5 separate regions of the Mus musculus genome follow, and all the other regions are linked to region 1. The links are chromatin contacts, called in public ChIA-PET, HiChIP or PLAC-seq and promoter capture Hi-C maps. All regions are on one chromosome and are shown on one strand. Each heading gives the region's core, a stretch centred on a gene start, on an enhancer-like site or on the middle of the called end of the contact. The rest is flanking DNA. Distances are from core to core; before and after follow the strand shown. Region 1 holds the start of Atp6v0c (ATPase, H+ transporting, lysosomal V0 subunit C). Region 2 holds the start of Prss32 (protease, serine 32). Region 3 holds the start of Flywch2 (FLYWCH family member 2). Region 4 holds the start of Npw (neuropeptide W). Region 5 holds the start of Srrm2 (serine/arginine repetitive matrix 2).

Evidence for each region. Promoter capture Hi-C pulls out the DNA fragments that hold promoters and counts their contacts. ChIA-PET counts read pairs in DNA pulled down with a chosen protein or histone mark. HiChIP or PLAC-seq counts read pairs in DNA pulled down with a chosen protein or histone mark.
Region 2: a contact with region 1 is called in a promoter capture Hi-C map of hippocampal neurons, with 2.8 times the contacts expected there. The contact joins the promoter of Prss32 here to the promoter of Atp6v0c in region 1. A contact is called at or near these places in 4 of 39 promoter capture datasets (the 3T3-L1 cell line, the C10 cell line and hippocampal neurons), 1 of 484 Hi-C or Micro-C datasets (CD4 T cells) and 1 of 115 datasets of contacts at active chromatin or transcription factors (pancreatic cancer cells).
Region 3: an H3K27ac HiChIP or PLAC-seq map of microglia shows a contact between it and region 1, with 5 times the contacts expected there. The contact joins the promoter of Flywch2 here to the promoter of Atp6v0c in region 1. A contact is called at or near these places in 2 of 115 datasets of contacts at active chromatin or transcription factors (memory CD8 T cells and microglia) and 1 of 9 other capture datasets (liver).
Region 4: a contact with region 1 is called in an H3K4me3 HiChIP or PLAC-seq map of pro-B cells, with 2.5 times the contacts expected there. The contact joins the promoter of Npw here to the promoter of Atp6v0c in region 1. A contact is called at or near these places in 7 of 115 datasets of contacts at active chromatin or transcription factors (bone marrow-derived dendritic cells, bone marrow-derived macrophages, effector CD8 T cells and 4 more).
Region 5: an RNA polymerase II ChIA-PET map of memory CD8 T cells shows a contact between it and region 1, with 120 read pairs. The contact joins the promoter of Srrm2 here to the promoter of Atp6v0c in region 1. A contact is called at or near these places in 2 of 39 promoter capture datasets (the HPC-7 cell line and frontonasal cranial neural crest), 3 of 484 Hi-C or Micro-C datasets (embryonic stem cells, regulatory T cells and uterus), 3 of 115 datasets of contacts at active chromatin or transcription factors (effector CD8 T cells, memory CD8 T cells and microglia) and 1 of 9 other capture datasets (pancreatic islet).

Annotation. Positions count from the first base shown.
Region 1 is chr17:24,168,188-24,170,887 of GRCm38.p6, reverse strand. Atp6v0c (ATPase, H+ transporting, lysosomal V0 subunit C) reads left to right here and starts at 1,438. Exons shown (of 3, transcript NM_009729.4): 1 at 1,438-1,682. The coding sequence starts at 1,604.
Region 2 is chr17:23,852,385-23,855,084 of GRCm38.p6, reverse strand. It overlaps Prss32 (protease, serine 32), which reads right to left and starts at 1,313. Exons shown (of 5, transcript NM_027220.2): 1 at 1,159-1,313; 2 at 544-706. The coding sequence starts at 1,288.
Region 3 is chr17:23,784,699-23,787,398 of GRCm38.p6, reverse strand. It overlaps Flywch2 (FLYWCH family member 2), which reads left to right and starts at 1,318. Exons shown (of 3, transcript NM_029798.4): 1 at 1,318-1,398.
Region 4 is chr17:24,657,154-24,659,853 of GRCm38.p6, reverse strand. It overlaps Npw (neuropeptide W), which reads left to right and starts at 1,302. Exons shown (of 2, transcript NM_001099664.2): 1 at 1,302-1,859; 2 at 2,350-2,525. The coding sequence starts at 1,429. The coding sequence ends at 2,449.
Region 5 is chr17:23,801,777-23,804,476 of GRCm38.p6, reverse strand. Srrm2 (serine/arginine repetitive matrix 2) reads right to left here and starts at 1,252. Exons shown (of 15, transcript NM_001368687.1): 1 at 1,079-1,252. It overlaps Gm52285 (a long non-coding RNA gene), which reads left to right and starts at 705. Exons shown (of 2, transcript XR_003952234.1): 1 at 705-787.

The sequences.
Region 1 (2,700 bases), core at 189-2,688:
GAGAGACAGGGTGAAGGCGTGGGGGCAAGAGTGAAGATTCCTCTTTTCAAAAGTCAGAATGGAGCAAGAGAGGGTGGAGGAAGGGCTAAAGCTGCTCTCAGTAACGTCCTCTCTGAAACAAGACAAAGGCTCTTCTACGGGCCAGTTTAAAGGGTGGTAGACTGGATTCAGCCAAGGTGGGAAGGGGACACAGGGAGTTTTCTGCTGTGAAATGTAGGACTGAGAAGGTAGCAGGATGGGAAGGTGTCTCTATTGCCTGCATGGAGAAGTTGAGGTATTAGCATTGAGACCACTTGGAGAACCCACTGGTCTTAGAATGTGACCTTGAGTTTCAAGGGAGGTCTAGGCTAGGTCGTGGCTGCTCAGGAGGGAAGGGTAAAGGAAACTAGGCAGCCTGAGTTGATAGGTAGAAGGAAGGCAGGCAGCTGGGGTGCGTAAGCTGCTACAAGGGTATCTGGAGGGCAGAGGTAGCCTTAGCCACTCCATTGCTGGGGAAACCAGTCCTCCATCAGTGGTCTAGAAAGGAGGCCTGGCACAGGTAGGCCTTGCATGGGTGCTAGAAGGGCAATCAGGTCTTTCTGAGACTTTCAGAAATCTGGGTTACCTTTCACAGGTGTCAATGCTGAAAGCCCATCAAGCAGGGTGCTTTTAACCCCCTGCACTCAAGAGGCAGACAAGACGGAACTGGTCTACATGGCAAATTCCAGCTTAACCAGAACTTCACAGTGAAACCCCGTTTCAAAAATAAAGTAGAAAAATAAATAGAAAAACAGCCATGCCTACGTCTTTGTGGGCAGACAGCTATACAAGAGGGGGTCAGGTGAGGGACCCACAACCACCACCGGAATTAAAGGGAATACGGTGGGCCTGAATCTGCAGGAGCCTAGGTATGGAAGAAGGTGACTACAGAACACCTAGGGCTGTTGCACTTTAAAGCCCGGAGAGGTGGGGCGTGGTATTCCTGGGGGTTGGCGGAGACAGCGAAGCCCAACACGAGGGATTTCTTCTGTTATAAGTTCTGTAGTGCTGCTAGATGTCACTACTTTAACCTGAGTCTTATGCAGCAGGAGTGCCTGAGGTCCGTGAGCAGTGAACACAGGGAAAACGAACACGGGTACTCGAACACCGGTGAGTTCTGCGCAGCCGCAGTGAAGGTGGGCTAGCGTTCGCTCCACCCTGTATGCTAATATGAGCGCTACGGCTCCGCCCCGGGGGACCGATGATCCCAAAACCCGTAGGGTTCGAGAAGACGACTGCGTGGAGCCGCGGGCCAGCGAAGACCCAGGCAAGGCTGAGCGTTGGGCCCCGGGCCCCGAGGACTGGTGCCAGGGCCCATAAATTGTCCAAGGGCTGCCGGCGAGCCTGGAGCCTCGCTCCCCCACCGGCGCAAAGTGGTACAGCCCGTGGGGGCGGGGACAGATCATGTGACGCGAGCGCGGCCGCCATCTTGCTTTGCGGTGCTGGTATTTAGAGCGCAGCGCCTGACTGGCGGGGTCGCCTTCCCATCCGCTGCCTCGACGATCTTCGCTTGCCTCCTCGCTCGCTGTCCCGTTGTCCTAGCTCGCCGCCGCCCGCTGAGCTTGTCTTTTCCCTGCTTGCAGACATGGCTGACATCAAGAACAACCCCGAATATTCTTCGTTTTTCGGTGTCATGGGCGCCTCGTCCGCCATGGTCTTCAGCGGTGAGCATCGCTGCAGGAGGAGCAGGGGATGCCGAAGCGATGCGGGACTCTAGACCGCTGCTCACTGGGGGTTGGGCGTGACGTCACTCTGACGTCATTCCCAGCTATGTGGGTGTCGGGCCTTACGGGCGCAGGTTTGGGGGGGTGGTGGGGACTGATGGATTTGTGGAGCACGGGGCTTGATCCGGCTGCGGGTCTTATCAGCCCGCCTCCTGTGCCTCGCTTCTGTGGGGGTGGGGCGGCAGTGTGGCTGCCATCTTAGTCCTGGGAAGTAGGAATGAGGGTGGGGTGGGGGGCGCGGGGGGCGGCGCGCGATGCTGTGCCCCCTCGCATTCTGCAGGCAGGTGTGACATCACATCTTGAAAGGCGCCAGTCCGTAGGCGGGGGCAGGCCCAGGACGGGAGTCCCTGGCCTCTTGGCTGGAGGGAGCCTGGGTCCCCGCTAAGGTTCACAAGCCCTGCTTTTATGGCGGCCCAGCTGCCCGGGGTCAGGTGGGTCTCTACCCTGGGTGAGGCAGGTGTTTCCGGTTGAGGCTTGTCTCGGTTTCCCAATAGTTCAGTCATCGGTGTGGGTTGGTTAGGAAAACTGGACTGAGGGGTTGGTCCTGGGAACCTGCAAGGACTCCGGTTAGAGCTTATGGAAGTGGGTTTGGCCTAGGTAGGAGCACTTTAGTGGATGGCTGCTGGGGATCTGGGCTTTGAGGTGGGTGGGAGGGCGGCATTAGAGTGCCTGCATTTACACGATTACATCTTTGATCTTCAGCCCTGGACCTAATGAATGGATGAGTGAATGAATGACCTTCCTCTTCTAGGGGGGTGAGGGGCTGGAACTGGGCGACGCTTCCGTGCCCAGAAAAGGAAAAGCCTAGCAAGGTTCTTGATGGCATCTTGCTTTTGAAGTTGGGCCTTGACAATTCTTCAGTGTCAAATTTTAGTGAAAATTGGCCTTCCTGGGAGAAAAGCTTTGGGCCAGACCCAAGAATGTGGGATTGAGGGAGGTAAGTCACAGCCCCTGGCCG
Region 2 (2,700 bases), core at 64-2,563, 320 kb after region 1:
TATGCTCACATACATACACAAAGACCTTGGGTTCTCAAGGGCTGATTTAGTAACTGTCCCCCCCCCACCGTGTGTGTCTGCATGTCAGTATGTCAGTGGGTACACAGGTTCCTAGGCGTGTACAGAAAGCATAGGGTAACATCAGATACCCTGCTCTATTACTCTTAGCCTTGAGACGGGGTTTTCCACATAACCTAGAACTGTACTGGAAGTCAGCAGTCCCCAGAGAGCCTCGTGCTCCCACATACACCCCAGGCATAAGCCACACTTGGCTGTTTGCACTAACTTGGGCAGGGGATTCAAACTCAAGTCACCTTGCTTGTGCAGCAAACCCTCTTACCCTCTGAGCCATCCCTTCTATACAAGAGTTGATTTTGAGGAATAACAAGACAGGTAACTGAGATATAAAATGGCATGACCCTGCCTCATCTCCTGCCATAGTAGGCAGGAGCTATGGTTCAAATGGAGAAATGAAGTCATCTGAAAGGAATGTAGGGAAATCCAACAGGCCCCAGCCCACGTGACCCATAGGGAGACACTCACTGGTTGAAGCAATGGGCAGCAGTCAACACCCAGTCCTCAGCAATCAGAGATCCCCCACACACGTGCGCCCCATTCTCCCGCACGCTGACCTGCCAAGGCCACCGGCCCAGCTGGGCATCTTGTCCTGACACGATGCGGCCTGATGTCCTGGGACGTCCACACACTGCAAGGAATCAGTAGGATTGGGTGATACATGGCTATTCTGCCCTTCTCTATACCCTCAAACCTGGCTCGTTTGTCACAGCCCCTGGGAGCTTGACCAGTGTGGGCCAGAGGATGTCTCAGGTACCTGGTGCCTAATAGCACCTGCCTAGTATAAGGCCAGAAGGAGCCAGGATCAAACAGCTCTCTGGGTCTGCCTCCAAACCTATAATTCTGCTGCCTCCTTCCTGTAATCCCAGCACCTGAAGACTGAATCAGGAGGATCAGGAGTTCAAGGTCAGCTTCAACTATGCAGTAAAATGGAGGCCAGCCTGAGCTACAATGAGACCAGGAATCAAAACTAAAAGAAACAGAATAAAACTAAAAACAAAACAAACAAAAAAGCCACCCAAACAACAAAACCTGCATTCTACGTATCTTCCCGAAGCTCCCGTTCCCCATACACCACCTCACCTGAGTCCAAGTCAATGCTCCTCCTGCCTGTCGTGGTAGACGGGCTGTCAGAGTCGGTTGGGAGGACCTCACTCCCCAGAAGAACTCCAGGAAAGAAGGTAAATAGGATGGCAGGCAGAGCCAGCTCCATGGTACACCTGCTGGGGCCAAATACTCCAGGAAGAGGAAGAGGGACTGCAGCTCTGGTGTGGTTTCAGGACTTGCCCTGGGGTGGGGCTCAGCCTCCACACCTGCCCTGCAGCCTTGGGAGAGGCCTCACATGTCCACTGTCCCTGGGCACAGAGACCCTGACTTCCCTACATGCTTCATGCTCTGGGGTCCTCTGGTCCTCCCCTTCCTGATCCAGGAACCGCAGCATCCACGGCCCTCAACTTTCATTGATGCAGAATCATTGTATAGTATGCCTGGCACCCTCGGGAGCCTTCGTGTCCATCGCTGTCCACCAGAGGGCAGCCATGGGCCTAGCTCTAGGCAGAAGGGCATGCCAGCATTGGGCTGGAGGATGAGGCATGTGGACATCCTTTCAGACTCCTGTGGTATTTGTCTTCTCTAGAAACTTCTCTTCTGTTGGCTGCCCTTCACTCAGTCTCTAGGCAACTCCTTTCAAAAAGGATTGTTCCCAGAAAGGCTCACTGGCCTTCAAACACCCAGATGCCCCCACTGAAATGGAAACTGTACACAGTAATTACTTCGCCAGCTGCAGTGTCGCTTTATGCTTCAGTCCCAGACCCCATCTTATCCAATATTAAAGTCTCCACATCCATCTCCATCCTGTGTGCAATGTGTTCACCAATATATTTATAATTTAAAATAAAGAAAACAAGGGCTTAGGCTATAGGTCAGTTGCTAGAGTACCTGCCTGCATGCACAAAGCTCCGCGCTTGATCCCCAGTACCTGCATAAACCAGATGAGCTGGTGTAGCACACACCTGCAGTTCCAGGGCTCAGGAGGTAGAGACAATTGAGTCGAAAGTTCAGAGCTAGGCTACAATACTGAGTTTGAGTTTATGGTGGTTTGAATGAGAATGCCCCCCTCACCTCCCTTAGGCTCATATATTTGAATGCTTGGTCTCCAGTTGGTAGAACTATTTGAGAAGAACTAGGAGGTGTGGCCTTGTTAGAAGAGGTGTGCCACATCCCATGGGGTGGGTGCTGAAGTTGCTTTTTTTTTTAATTGTATATTTTCTTTATTTTTTCTATTTATTTATTTATTTATTTATTTATTTATTCATTTATTTATTTATTTATTTATTTAGATTTTTCGAGACAGGGTTTCTCTGTGTAGCCCTGGCTGTCCTGGAACTCGCTTTGTAGACCAGGCTGGCCTCGAGTGCTGAGATTAAAGGTGTGCGCCACCACGCCCAGCAGGATATTTTCTTTATTTATATTTCAAATGTTATCCCCTTTCCCGGTTCCCCCTACCCAAAACTCCCTATCCCATTCTCCCTTCCCCTGCTTCTATGAGAGTGTTCCTCCACCCACCCACCCACTCCCACCTCCAAGCCCTTGATTCCCCTACACTGGGGCATCTATCAAGCTTTC
Region 3 (2,700 bases), core at 69-2,568, 380 kb after region 1:
GACCAGAAGAGGGCGTCTAATCCCCTGGAACTGGAGTTATGCTCCAGGAGATCTGCATCATTGCGAGCGGCCATATAGGTGCAGGAAGAACAGCCAGTGCTCTCAACCAATGATCCATCTCTCCACGTGTGGTCATGGGTTTGTGTGTGGAGATCAGAAGACAACTTTGTGAAGTGATTTCTCTCCTTCTACCTTTATGTGGGTCCTAGGGATTAAATTTGGGTAGGCCTGGCTTGGTAGCAAGTGCTGTAAACTAAGGCTTCTGGTTGAACCAGCTATCTAAAGGGGAGCCACCTCATTGGACCCCTTGTTTTGTTCTTTTGAGACAGAGGCTTAACATCAGTGATTTATACGTGAAGATTATATATAATATACAATTATATTATACCATATATAATAATATATCTTATTAGAACATAATAATTTTAGAAACAACCAAGACTATGATTGATTGCAAATGACGTAATTCATGAAGACCTTTGCGTTACTAGAGAATGCCCAGGAAATGACGTTGACTCGAGAGAAAGGATGGGGCCATGGAGGAAAAGGAGCCAGGAAGAAGGGTGGGACCCAAGGACCTGCGGAGCCAGGGCCATGTGGGAGTAAAGGGGGAGAGCCTTTCTGCAGATGGGTGAGGGCCAGCAATCCCAGAATGATAGGATGCACGAGCACGCAAAATACAGAAAGCAGCGCCCTGAGCCATTCCGGTTTCCATCTCCACAGTAGAAGGTTGCGGGGATAAAGTCACTGAATTGTGCCAGGGCTATTTCAGCAGTCAGTGACTACAACAATGGGCGACGGCTGAACAAATGATAAATACTGGACCAATGGGCGAGGGCTGGGCTAATGACAAAGGATGCTGCGCAGTTAGGAATGTTAGCTTCAATGAAGAACACATTTCCCTTCCCTCGGAGGGACAGACAAAAACCTTTAAATAAGCATTCCAGTTTATGCTTTATTTAGTATTTATTTATATTTGTGTTTGGATGTTTTGCTTGGATGGACAGAGACCAGAAGAGGGCGTCTAATCCCCTGGAACTGGAGTTATGCTCCAGGAGGGAGTCAGAGTCAAATACGGGGGAAGTAAGTGGAAAGACGTCAGTAGACCATACCGGGGATCCTAAACCCAGGTAGCCCAATTCCTACTGGCTCCGCCCCCTTCCCGGGTAATGGACCCGCCCCTCACGCCTATTCATCGAGCGTTCAACTTGTCGCTGCGAAGGTAATATCCGGATAGACGGAATTCGACAAAGGAATGGGGGCCCCCTCATCCTGCGCATGCTCGCCCCGTGACCCTAGCTTGAGGTGACGGCGGGAGCCAAGGCGGGGGCCCAAAGCACTGAGGCTGAGGGACCCGCCACGGCTCCGTCGTCCGAGAGGCAGGGCCTGCTGCCGTCGGTGAGGACGGGCCCCCAGCGGGCGGGAGGGTCCTGGCTCCAGAAGCGACTCCTAGCCTAGAGGTCTGGGGATGCGGGACCGGTGTTCGGAAGGGTCCCTGGCTCTGGCCCCCCACCCCCAGATTCTGGCCGCTTTCTTGTCGGCCATCCGCGAGGCTCTTCCTTTCTCCATGCTTCCCTTTCATAAACCCACACTACCCCTGGACACCCCCAATCTGGGACACACAACCCCCAACGCGTCCCTACCCCAGCCCACTCTACCTGGTACATGTCCATCCTTCTGCAGTTTTGTTGCGTATGACCTGGGGGTGGGGGTGGGGTCCTTGTCCCAGTGGCAGAATTTGAGGGCTGGGACCCAGCTAGGGAGATGCTCAGGGGACTGAAACATTGGTTCGAGGGAAGCAGGGAGCTGGGGCAAGGGTGGTGGAAGATACCATTCTGAGTCATGGTGACTGGGGAAGGGAGGTACTCTTATGTGGGACCTCCACATTGGGGGACCTTTGCTGTGTTCTGCATATAATACAGTTCTTGACCTTTTGGGAGGGTGACTGCCATTTTCTTATGTCTCCCTGTGGGATGCCTCCCGCATACCCCAGTGTCATACCGTTCCTTGGAAAGTCCAATTACAGTTCTCCAGGACTGTGCAGGACAGTGACTATGGCAGCAGCAGGTGTTAGTAACGTGAGTTCAAAGACCTTACCCTTCTTCATCTGATGCTAGCATCTCCTATTACACAGATCAAACCAGCCCAAAAAGGGTAAGGGCATGTTTCATTCTCATCTTTGTGAAGGTAATTCTGTCCATCACCCCAAGATAACAACTGAAGTTCCAAGCCTGCAGAGCTTCCTCAGTAAGAGTTTGGACTTTTAACTGTTCTATGGCCATCAAAACAACAATCACCACCCATCTAGTGACACATTATTAAAATGACACATTATTGTCGTATATTTTAGAGGCTAGAAGTCAGATGTGGGTGTTATACAGCAGGCTGAATACAGCAGGGCTGTATTCATTCCTGAGGCTTTAGGAGAAAAACATTTTTTGTTTGTTTGTTTGTTTGTTTTTTTGAGACAGGGTTTCTCTGTGTAGCCCTGGCTGTCCTGGAATTCACTCTGTAGACCAGGCTGGCCTCAAACTCAGAAATCTACCTGCCTCTGCCTCCCAAGTGCTGGGATTAAAGGCATGCACCACCACTGCCCGGACAAGGAGAGAAACATTTAATTTGCCTCTTGCAGCTTCTAGAAACCTACCTCATTTGGCTGGCATGCCCTTGCTCGGTCTTCAAAGCCCCTCCTCAAATAAT
Region 4 (2,700 bases), core at 53-2,552, 490 kb before region 1:
CATAGGAACAGGCGGTTCCTTTGGTTTGAAGATCAAAATAAGGTGTTTCAAATTGGAAATGGTGGCCTGTATCTATAAACCTAGCCCTGGAGGTAGAAACAGGAGGGTCAGAAGTTCAAAGTTATTCTTAGCTGCATAGCATGCTCAAGGCCAGTCCGGGCTGTATGAGAACTTCTCAACTAGAGGCTTGAGGGATGTCTTAGTGGGTAAGTGCTAGAGGAGTGAGGTGACTAAAGCCATTTTAGTGGAGTCTTGAAGTTTATAGAAATTTGCTAGGAAAAGAGATAAGGGAGGAATATTCTTTTTTTGTTTGTTTGTTTGGTTGGTTTTTCGAGACAGGGTTTCTCTGTATAGCCCTGGCTGTCCTGGAACTCACTTTTTAGACCAGGCTGGCCTCGAACTCAGAAATCCACCTGCCTCTGCCTCCCAAGTGCTGGGATTAAAGTGCGCCACCATGCCCAACTGGAATATTCTTATATACAGGTGAACAAGTCACCTGCTGTGGGGCTAAGCCCTTCCCCTGATTGACTTTGGCTGGGGAGGAGGTCTTGTGCCAAGATATTGTTACAGAGGAGGCTCTGGAGTTTGGTAGGGCCCAGTCAAGCCTCCTGGGGCTGAGGGTTCCAGGAGGAACCTCTTAACATTCTAGCTCTCCAGAAACCACAGGGATGGCTTCATGTGGCCAAACTGTCCTGCCTGCTTGCTTTCCTGCCTTCCTAGCTCCCCGCACCCCCATCTCTTTGATTTCCTTCTTCTTCCTAGAGCTAGGGTCACATAATCAGGCTGTTTTGAACTCAAGATCCATGCTGGGATGATAGGAACGTGTTCCCATGCCTCAGCCCCAAGCTCAAGGTCTCCAAGTATTAAGCTACCTGTAGTGCAGACTGGGTTTGGGTGGGATCTCAGGAGCTGTACTAGGTAAGAAGAGGTACAGCCCTCAGGGAAGAGTGGCCCCACGCGCAAAACTGCCCTATGCTAGCCCACCAGAACTCTGCTGTCTCCTCTCCTTAAGTGCTCCAGTTGAAGCAACTCCTACCAAGGGGGCATCCTTTTGCCCCTGGCAGCCCATTCTTGTATTCTGAGACCGTGGTACCGGAACTCCCTCCTTGACAGTTCCCTTTCTGGGGGCGAGGAAAGAGTAAGCAAGGAGATCCCCCACTAGAGCTTCAAACACAGTCCAGCTTGCGAACTACTCATTGAGAGGCTTCTAGCTGCCTGGGTTCCCTCTTCACCTCCCTCTCCATCCTCCTCTCCCTTGGGTGAGTGCGACATGTGCGGCGGGGGCGATCCGGGGCGGGGCCACTGAAAGGCTGTAGTCGCACCAACTGACTGGTCTTCTCCATCCTCTGGAGCTCCGACGTTCTCGTTCTCGGAGACATAAACCCAGTTCTTGTCCTAACCCTCCAAGGGGCAATTGACGTGAGCGCGCTGGCGTCTAACAGAGAAGTGCGGGGCCCTGGGCCCGGGACTCCCAGGAACCGGCCCCTGCTGCCCCTGCTGCTGCTTCTGCTCTTGCTACCGCTGCCCGCCAGCGCCTGGTATAAGCACGTGGCGAGTCCCCGCTATCACACAGTGGGTCGTGCCTCCGGGCTGCTCATGGGGCTGCGCCGCTCGCCCTACCAGTGGCGCCGTGCCCTGGGCGGGGCTGCTGGACCCCTCTCCCGGCTCCCAGGACCGGTCGCCCGCGGCGCTCTCCTGCTTCCTTCCTCAGGGCAGGAGCTGTGGGAGGTACGAAGCAGGAGCTCACCTGCAGGGCTTCCCGTCCATGCACCCTGGAGTCCGCGGGACCTGGAGGGAGTCCGCCAACCGGAGCAGTCGCTAAGCCTTCACTCCTGGATCTCAGAGGAGCCCGCTGCTAGGTAAGTAGGAAAGAGAGGAGGTGGGCGTGGCATCTGGCAAGGGAATTTCCAGGGGTCTTAGACCACACAAGACCGCGAGCCTATGGGTACTGGTGGGTTTTTGTTGTTGTTGTTTTTGTTTTTTCCCTTTTTCTTGTAGCTCAGGCTGAACTCCTCCTGATCCTTCTCCCACATACCAAGTGATAGGATTACAAGTGTGCACCACCACACTCGGTTTACGTGGTACTAGAAATGGAACCCAGGACGTCACATATGCTAAGCAAGCACTCTGCCTACTGAGTTATACCCTGTTTTCCAGCCCCCCCCTTTTGATATTATGCTTCCCTATCTTCCTGGTTGCTGATTTTACATGTGTGGGCCACTACGCCCCCCCTACCCATTCTGTTTCCCATCACGTTAGGAGAATTTCCCAGAGTTCCTTCCATATCAACCTGAGGACAGAATGGAGAGCCTTGCCCCTGTCTCTAGAGTCCTGCTTTGTTCTTTCTAGAGCCTTCGGAGAGACGCTTCGTGCCCAGCCATGGTTCCTGCAGCAAGTCATCTTTGCCGATCCTGTCAGGCCCAAGAACCGATGGCGCCCCCATGCTTGACCTAGGCAGGAGCACAGCTTGAAGCTCCAGTCAGGCCTCGTGGTCTGGTCAATAAAACCAACCTGATTCCTGCGCCCCCGCGTGTGACCCTTTTTCTCATTGTGTACTTAGCATCTAGCTTCAGAGCGCACATAGCTGCGCGCCTACGCCCTGGCAAATGTCAGGAAGCCCTCCCTGACCAGACCAGCTCATCCGTTTGTCCTTAGGGACAGACACAGTGCGGAGAGCAAAGCTGAGATGCTTCCGGGGCC
Region 5 (2,700 bases), core at 3-2,502, 370 kb after region 1:
AAAAGCTCTAAAAGGCTTAGCTTTAATATTTGAGGAGACCTTTTTAAAAACAGGGTAGGAGCCGGGTGTGGAGGCAGAGGCAGACGGATTTCTGAGTTCGAGGCCAGCCTGGTCTACAGAGTGAGTTCCAGGACAGCCAGAGAAACCCTGTCTCCGGGGAAAAAAAAAACAAAAAACAAAAACCAGGGTAGGAGCCAGACATGGTGTCTCATGCCTTTGATCCCACAGAGGCAGGCAGATTTCTTGAGTTCAATGCTAGCCTGATCTACACGGTTAGTGCCAGACCAACCAAGACTATTTAGAGGCCCTAGCTCATAAAACCAAACCGTAAAAAAGAAATAAAATAACAGGGTTGAAAGGAGCACATTGGTCTTCCTTATACACGCAGGCTGAATACTTTCGCGGTTTTATTATCCTCACTTTTTAAGACTTGGGGATCCCCCACCCCCACGCACACACTCACAGCCTCTGATACTAACGAGGACGAACGGTTTAAATCCTGGCCTCCGAAAGTTCAAGGCCTCCTCCCGCCGCCCACTGGGCAGCCCAGCTTATTTTCGGCCTCGAGGAGGGGGGAGGGGGCCACGCGGCGCCCCGCGGTCTGGGCGGCTCTGGCCGTTTCTCAGGCCCCTAGCAGGGCCCGTGGACCCACGCCGGAGCCGATCGAGGAGAGGTACCAGCAGGTCCGAAGCTCGGGCGGGGGACAAGTACCTCCGCTGCCGCCCTCTCCCCGCCCCCTAAAAGACCGAAGAGGACGACCGCGGAACGACGGCCTCCTCAGCCCCAGGTAGAGCAAAGGAGAGAAGCAGAGCCTCGCGCAATGCTGTCTCACCGGGGGCGCGCGGACGAGACCAGGCGGCCGCGCGCGCCGCGGCCGTGTGGGGGAGGGGCGGAGGAGTTGAAGGCCGCGCGTCCCAGGAACCGCGGGAGGGGGAGGGGAGGAAGGGAAGGCGACCGCGCCGGCCGAGGCGACGAGCACGCGTGCGCGCGGCGGCCTGGGCCGTTCTCCCCGCGCTCTAGCCTCCGGCCCAGCCCGCCGCCCCTCCCCCACCCGGCTAGCGCGCTCCCTTTCTCTCACCCGCCGCCGCCGCCTCCGGCCGCCGACTGTCAAACAGGGAGGTCCCGCCGCAGCTGCTGCTTAAGTTTTCGTATCCCTCGGAGCCTGAAGCCGCCGCCTCGTCGGTCCGCCCGCCTCAGCCGCCGCCGCCGCCGCCTCCTCGCTTCCTCAGGGGCCGCAGCGGGCTTCGACTGCGCCACTCGCACCCCGCCTGGGCAGCGTTGCGCGTCAGCACGACCTAGTGCGTCAGCACGCAATCATGAGAGCCGCTGGGCCCTCTGGGAACCGTAGTGCGTCGTGCGCAGGCGTTGAAGCCACAAGGAGGACCTTAGGCGAAGGGACGTGCTACTGAAAAGTCGAAAAACCCCGAGTCCCGTCGGGCACTGCGGGGAAAGGCGTGGCTCCGTACCGAAGCTGCAAGGTCGGCTGAAAAAAAACTTCTGTAGGAGGGGGGAGGGGCGCGGGGGCCGCAACCCACAACACCCGGGAGTAGCTCAGACGCACGCCTTCCGCGCACAGAGTTCTGGGAGCTGTAGTTCGGTTTTAGAGAGAAAACGCGTAAGACTCCTCCGCTAGGCAGGGTCGCCATTTTATGTGACCGTGTTGGGTGGCAGTGGCTCAGCAGCTTTACCTAGTCACTGTGACCATGGTTTTCTTTAATGTGTACGAGGCCCCACAGCACCGAGTCTTCTTCGCAGGAAGAGGTGCTTCAGAGTCAAGCCACCTGACAGCTCTGGAGCCACTTGAACCCGGCTTCTGGCCCAGTATCCGGTGCTTTCCACAGTTTCCACCTCTGTAGTCCTATCTGAAGTGGGGCTTGCAGACCACTAAAAAATACTTTCTCTTACCTTTGGGCAAAGAGACTAAGTGATTACTTTTCGCCTATAGAGACTATGCCATGTAAGTGGAGGAATGTGAGAATGCAGTTCCATTTCCTGGCCCTATAGCACGGTTCCGGGAGTTTGTCCCAGTGCCTCTCACTCGGTAGCAAGGGCCCCACCACTGAGGCACTGAAAGATCCTGGCAGAATGTAAAAGGACACAGAAGCCCTGAAATTGGCAAGATAGACGTCAGTGTTAGCAGAACTAGCTTCACTGATTTAGAAAAATAGAGGTGCACAATGCTCTGGCCACTCCTTGAACCTGTGTGTCTGCCAATGTTCTGACCAGGTGTGTGCTCATTGCTGCACCTTCATTAGACTCTCCTTGTACCCCTCCATACCCATTTCTTGAGAATAGACATTGTTTAGATCTGGAAATCCCCTAATCTCCCCCTTCTCCTTTCCCCCCTGAGGGCCTATAAAAACTGGAAACTCTTTCCCCTCGAGGACGACTCCTCTACCCCTGCGTGGGATATGAGTTGTCCCCAGAGCTCTGGCTTTCCCCAAATAAAGCCTCATGTGGTTTGCAACAAGCTCGGTCTGTCATGAGTTCTTGGGTGTCCGATATTGTCCTGAGGCCTGAGCGAGGGGCTCCTCTCGGAGTCTTTCAGCACTCCCTGCTCATCATATTTCTTCGTCTTCCTTTTCATCTTCGTCTTCCCCTCCTCCTTCTTTTAACTTAGTGTGTTAACAAATATACGCATGTTTGTCTGTTGAAGGTGCACATGCGTGCAGTGCCTATAGAGGTCAGAGGTCAGATCCC